Linked DNA regions of Sus scrofa: region 2 is linked to region 1. Evidence: chromatin contacts called from public Hi-C data. All regions are on one chromosome and are shown on one strand. The core of a region is the stretch at or near the end of the contact, and the rest is flanking DNA. Distances in the headings are between cores, read along the strand shown. Region 1 holds the start of NT5DC1 (5'-nucleotidase domain-containing protein 1). Region 2 holds the start of RWDD1 (RWD domain-containing protein 1).

What was found. Hi-C and Micro-C count contacts between places; a contact is called where the count stands out from the background.
Region 2: a contact with region 1 is called in a Hi-C map of skeletal muscle, with 2.2 times the contacts expected there. The contact joins the promoter of RWDD1 here to the promoter of NT5DC1 in region 1. A contact is called at or near these places in 1 of 5 promoter capture datasets (fetal skeletal muscle), 1 of 47 Hi-C or Micro-C datasets (skeletal muscle) and 2 of 2 datasets of contacts at active chromatin or transcription factors (alveolar macrophages and skeletal muscle).

Annotation. Positions count from the first base shown.
Region 1 is chr1:81,744,388-81,747,361 of Sscrofa11.1, reverse strand. It overlaps NT5DC1 (5'-nucleotidase domain-containing protein 1), which reads right to left and starts at 1,444. Exons shown (of 12, transcript XM_001928200.4): 1 at 1,168-1,444. The coding sequence starts at 1,260.
Region 2 is chr1:82,159,903-82,162,876 of Sscrofa11.1, reverse strand. RWDD1 (RWD domain-containing protein 1) reads right to left here and starts at 1,506. Exons shown (of 7, transcript XM_001928520.6): 1 at 896-1,506. The coding sequence starts at 968.

The DNA.
Region 1 (2,974 bases), core at 195-2,694:
TCCAAGCCACAGCAGCTGCAACCCATGAGGCAACACCGGATCCTCAATCCATTTTGCCACCACGGCCAGGGGTTGAACTTGCATCCCAGCACTCTAGAGATGGAAGATACCGCTGTGCCACAGTGGGGACTCTACCCTTTTCCCTTTTAATCCTTGCAACAACCTTTCTGGGTAAATCCAACTATCAGCCCCACTTTACAGATGGGGAAACTAACAGGCACAAGTTAAGTAACTAGCCCAAGGTCACGGAGTAGTAACAGAAGGCCTTTGCCTGAAAGGCACTTTGACCGCAGAGTCCTCCCTTTGACTACCATAACCAGCTTTTCTGACTTGGATACTTAGACCTTTGACTTAAAATATTTTTTTCTGTTATTTTTTCACAGTAAGTTTCCTTGCGAAACCAAAGGAATGGGAGAAGGAGAACAATTCATTTAAGGTCATAAGTGTAGAATCATACATCCTCCACTTCTCCCTTCCTCCTAAAGTGCACTGAGGACCCAGGCTGTTGTCAGGGACAGAACTCACTCAAGGTACATGGAGCACGCAGTAGGTGAGCAATATTTATTTCCTTCTCCTGGTAAAAGGCGAAATCAGAGCTAAGATCTTAAGAACTTGTCGGTTAGTCTTTCTTCCTATATACCACACAATCCTTCCCAGACTGCAGGGTTTAAAAACTGACAGGTGGTCGCATGGATGTGCAAAAGAAAAAAATACAGCCAAGGAAAATATATGTCGCTAACCAGGTGGCTGTATCGATGCTCTGCGGGTGGTCAGAATGATTAGCAGAGAAATTCCAAGGCCAGGGATCTGCAAAGGACACCCCCAGGTCCCCTAATCCCGCCCTTCCTCTGCCCCAGGAACCGCTTCCCCAGCCCGATCTTGCACGATTTAACCCTCTCCTTCGCCCCTTTTCTTCCCTACTCATCTCTCAAACTTGGCTATGGGCTGAGCTAAATAAGCGGGCGCCCCCAGGATCGGCAGGGACAGAGGGGATGCACATTTCCTCCCCGCCTCGCGGTGGGAGGCCGACTCCTGCGCAAAGGCGCGGCGGCTGCAGGGCCCCGGCGACGCTCGCCGCCGTCGCCGCCGCGGAAGCCGGGAGGAAACTCGAGCCCCAGCCGCCATGGAGGCTGCACGCCGTGCGCCCCGGCAGCCCGCGCCACTCACCCGAGCGCTCTCGGGCAGGTTGTAGCGACACAGAGTGTGGTCCAGGTCGAAGCCGACCACGTCGCAGGCGGCCAGGGAGAAGTGCTGAGCCATAGTGCGCGGGGTGCACCGGCAAGCGCCTACACGCGGGTACCCGGCGAGGAGTGCGCAGAGAGGACGCTGCGGGACGGCCCGGCACGACGCGGCGGGGCGGGACGGGGCGGGGCTGCGGCCGCCCCGTGGACGCGGCGCGGAGGCCTCTAGCTCTTCCCGCGCCCGCCAGCCCCGCCCCCGGCCACGCTTATGCCCGCCCCTCGCGGCCGGCCTGCCTGGCTCTCCGCCCGCAGCTTCGCAGCTGGGAGATCTGCTGGCACCCACATGCAGGCTCCTGCCGCACCGTTACCACCGTCACTCCCTCCGTGAAGGCCGAACGCAGGATGTGACCTGGAGCCGTGCCACTACTGCAGGATTTGGGGCGCAACTAAGACCCTGTTGGAAGGTAGCCTTAGCCACAAAATTAACCCGGGCTTCCCTTCGTTTTCCAGGCGCCTGGGAAACCAAGGGACTATCAAGTTACACCTGACCCTTTTATTCTTATATGCGAAATAATGTAAGATTATGGAGAAAATTTTATCCACTAATATCCCTCTGACCCAATTAGCCTATAATTTGGAAGATTTTTTTCCCCACGAGATCTCTAACTATGGATTAAATTTTTAAAAGTCTTATATTCCAGGAGTTCCCATCGTGGCACAGTGGTTTACGAATCCGACTAGGAACAATGAGGTTGCTGGTTCGTTCCATGGCCTTGCTCAGTGGGTTAAGGATCTGGCGTTGCCATGAGCTGTAGTGTAAGCCGCACATGTGGCTCGGATCCCGTGTTGCTGTGGCTCTGGCGTAGGCCGGTGGCTACAGCTCCGATTCGACCCCTAGCCTGGGAACCTCCATATGCCAAAGGAGTGGCCCTAGAAATGGAAAAAAGACAAATAAATAAATAAATAAAAATCTTATATTCCATAGTAAATAGTGGGAGGGCTTTCAACATTTCATCCCCTGGAGACGTTAGAAAATAAAGTTATTAGAAATCGTGAAGGACCATTTTGCAAAATGACAATGATTAAGGAAACCAATATTGGTTGTTATTTGATTATCCTATTTTTTTTAATTGTAATGAATGTTTCTATGAAAGGACGTTGGAAACTTCATAGAACATACCATAAAAGAGAGAATTTTATGCAAACAGAGGTTTTAAAATTTATAGAACACAGTGATTTGAGTGACAATGTTCTCAATTCTCTCAAGGACTGTATATAGCCAGTATCGTTTTGGATGTATAGGAGAAAAGTTAATTCATTACATACAATGGATGCTCAGAGCATTTATTTCTGAGAATCCCTGGATATGAAGGACTAAGACTTTGAGATCTTTAAAATCATTTAAGAGAGTCTCCTGGCTCAGCAGGCAGACATCATGTCCCCAAGGGTGTGAGTTCCATCCCTGGCCTTGCTCAGTGGGTTAAGGATCTGGAGTTGCCTCAAGCTGCTGCATAGGTCACAGATGCACCTCAAATCTGGTGTTGCTGTGGCTATGGTGTACTCCTGCAGCTGCAGCTCAGATTCAACCTCTAGCCTGGGAACTTCCATACGCCACAGGTGTGGCTATAAAAATAAATAAATACATACATACATAAATAAATAAAATCATTTAAAAGAGGATATACAAATTATTTACACAGGAAAATACAAATCTTGACATTAAAAAGAGATATAATATAAATGTATTATCTTTGTACTGCTTTGGTTTTAAATTTAAAGGAATAATTTGCCCA
Region 2 (2,974 bases), core at 257-2,756, 420 kb before region 1:
CTTAATACAGAAGAATGCCCTTCCTTTAAAATATATTTAATGAACTTCTCAATAATATCTTATGTTAGCCTGACTTACCAAGTAATCTTCCACTCCCCCTTATCCCAGCTGCAGCTGGATCCCAAGTCCCAGCCCTAACTCTTACTACCAGTCCTGACACTAACTTGCTAGCCAACCCAGAGCAAGGCATTTAACCTTTCCTGAGCTTCCATTACTTTGCTTCTAGCAAGAGGAAGCCAGGCTAGATGATGTTTGGTACCCTACTATTAGTTCAGTTACCTGTGATCTCACGGAACTGAAATTTGGGCCCCCTCATTCATTTGGGCATTGGGCAAAATGTCAGAATGTTAATAAGAAAAAAAATTTTTTTTTAAAGAAAGAAAAGAAAAACAACGAACTTCAGGGACCGCGCTACTCTCAAAACTGATTCTGGGTAACTTTGAGAACTCACAAACTTTAAAACACCATCTTAGGAAAAACAGCTTCTACCTGAATAAAGGAGAAAATGTGAAAGCTGACACTTCTGCGGCTCTGGAAAGATTCCTCCCACTTGAAATATCCACGTTCGTTTTACTAAATCCCTGGCTGCTAAGTGACACAAAAACCAAAGCGCCCCCGACTGAATCCCAGGCCTGCCTGAAACTCCAGGTACCTCGCCAGCCTCGCCCGGACTTTGAGATTTCAGGGAACTAGCGGAGAGGGGGAAACAGCCATAGAGTCGCTAGTAAATGCTTGTACACACTTCGCGAGAACTAGAGGAAAGTGGTGGGCGAGGAGGCCACGCGGCCTCGCTGTTCCCTTCTCCATCCTGGCCCGGGATGCCGAAGGCCGTGGAGGCTGCGGCCCGTCCCACTCCACAGCCAGGTAGTTGCAGGCCCGCGGCCGCGGAAGTCACCTGTGAAGGAGTCAGGATAGATGGACTCCAGAGCCTCCAGCTCGTTGCGCTGCTCCTCGCCGTAATCTGTCATCGCGGCCCTCGCTGCAGCCCATGGATCACCCAGACACCCAGGCGGCGCGCTGCAGCCGGTACCGCGGCCGCGCCGGGAGAGCAGGCAGCGCCCCGGCGGGCGCAGGCGCAGAGTCCCCGTCTGGAAGGCCTGGGGTCCAAAGCCAGGCTAGGCCTGCTGAGCAACCTCCCCGAAGGGGCCTCCGGCTGCTCCCTAGTTCCGCGTTCGACTCGTTAGGCCTGGCTGCTGGGCTGCCTGACCCACGCCCGGTCGGGATTTGCTGGGATAGGATTGGCGTCTGGTCTGGCATTTGCCACGGACACCTAAGAATTGGTTCCTGGGCTTTGCAGGGCCTGAGCCTGAGAAGCCCCTCAACAAACATAGCACTTCGCTCGATGTATCTGGGCTTGAGGCCGGCCCGGCGTGCCGGGGGCGCATTGGGTAGCCAGGGTCGGCACGTTTGGGCCCCCCGCCAAATTTGTTTCCGGTTTCCGGGTTGTGACCTGGTAGCGGAGACCGACGGGACAGATTCGCGTCTTAGTGCTGGCTAGTGACGGGTCCTAGGTGATTTGTACGGTTCTCGAACCTTCAAGTTCTTGACGTCCCATGGGAGTGTGGGCAGAAGAGCAGAAGTTCTAGTACTGGATCGGGCTGAATAGCCTCAGAGAATCTGGGGAGAAATCAACTCAAAGTCCGTAGACCTTAGTTCTAGATTCAGATCTCTAGGCTTCGCTTTTGAATTTGTAAAATGAACTCGGCTTAATATAGATCCAAATATGTCTGATAGCATATTTCTGTGAATTGAAGAAATGGGTGTTTAAGTTTCTTTAACAGTTTTGGTAAGCAATGTAAAAGTAATTATCATTATTCCGAAAAAGAGTCAGAACCTTTTATTTGGGAGAATGAAACTAAAGAAATAATGACATTGTAATAATGTTCTCTTCCAGTTCATCGCAGCAGTTACGGAGGATTATCAAAGAACTGTTATGACACAAGCTAAGGAAATGGCTTAACAGAATGCTTTTGAGGAAAGACTGCTAATTAGCTATTTGTGTTTATAAGAAACGTGGTTGTATTAAGTTTTTTTTAATGCAAAAAAAATGAAAGGACATATTAAAAGATTTAAAGTTCCAAACAGTTTTCAGACATAATAAAAGGTTTTTCACACTCGTTTGTATTTTCCTTTGTTTTGTTTTCTATATTAAAGCTGGTTTTACTTGTATAGTAGGGGGAACCAGTTTTGTGGGGTTTTTTTGTTTGTCTGTTTTTTAGGGCCGCACTGGCGACATATGGAGGTTCCCAGGCTAGGGGTTGAATCAGAGCTGTAGCTGCCAGCCTGAACCACAACTCAAGGCAATGCCAGATCCTTAACCCACTGAGCAAGGCCAGGGATCAAACCTGCATCCTCATGGATACTAATCAGATTTGTTTCTCCTGACCCACTATGGGAACTCCCTATTTAAGGCATTCTTTTAAACTTTTAGGGAAAAAGTGGGAACTCTCCTGATGAAAATGAATTATACAAGTTGCTTCTTGTTCTGAATATTCTTAGTTCAGAAAAATCATTGAGTTATTGGGGAAGGAGCTTCTGTGCAGAGGGCACAGCCAATGCTAAGGTCATAAGGTGGGAGCCCACTTGGTGTTTTGGAAGCTGGTGTGGCAGATGAACATCATGTAGGGTCATCAGGGAGTTTAGTTTAAAGAGTAACAGTCTGACTCTGTTACTTTAGAAAGACCCCAGTGGCTACTGAGTATAAATATATTTAAGAGCAACAAGCCTAAAAGTATGGAGACCTTTTAGGAGGCTATGGTAATAATCTGAGCAAAAGACAATAACGTGAGCTATAGGACAGAACAAATTCTGGATATATTTTGAAGCTGTCAGGAGTTAGATATGAGTTGTGAGAAAGGGAGTCAAGGGGAATATGGGGTTAGAATGACTGGAAAGATGAAGTTCTTATGATAAAAATGATAGGCGAGGAAAACAAAATGAGTTTGGCAAGGAAGTTGATAGCACCTGAAACCTG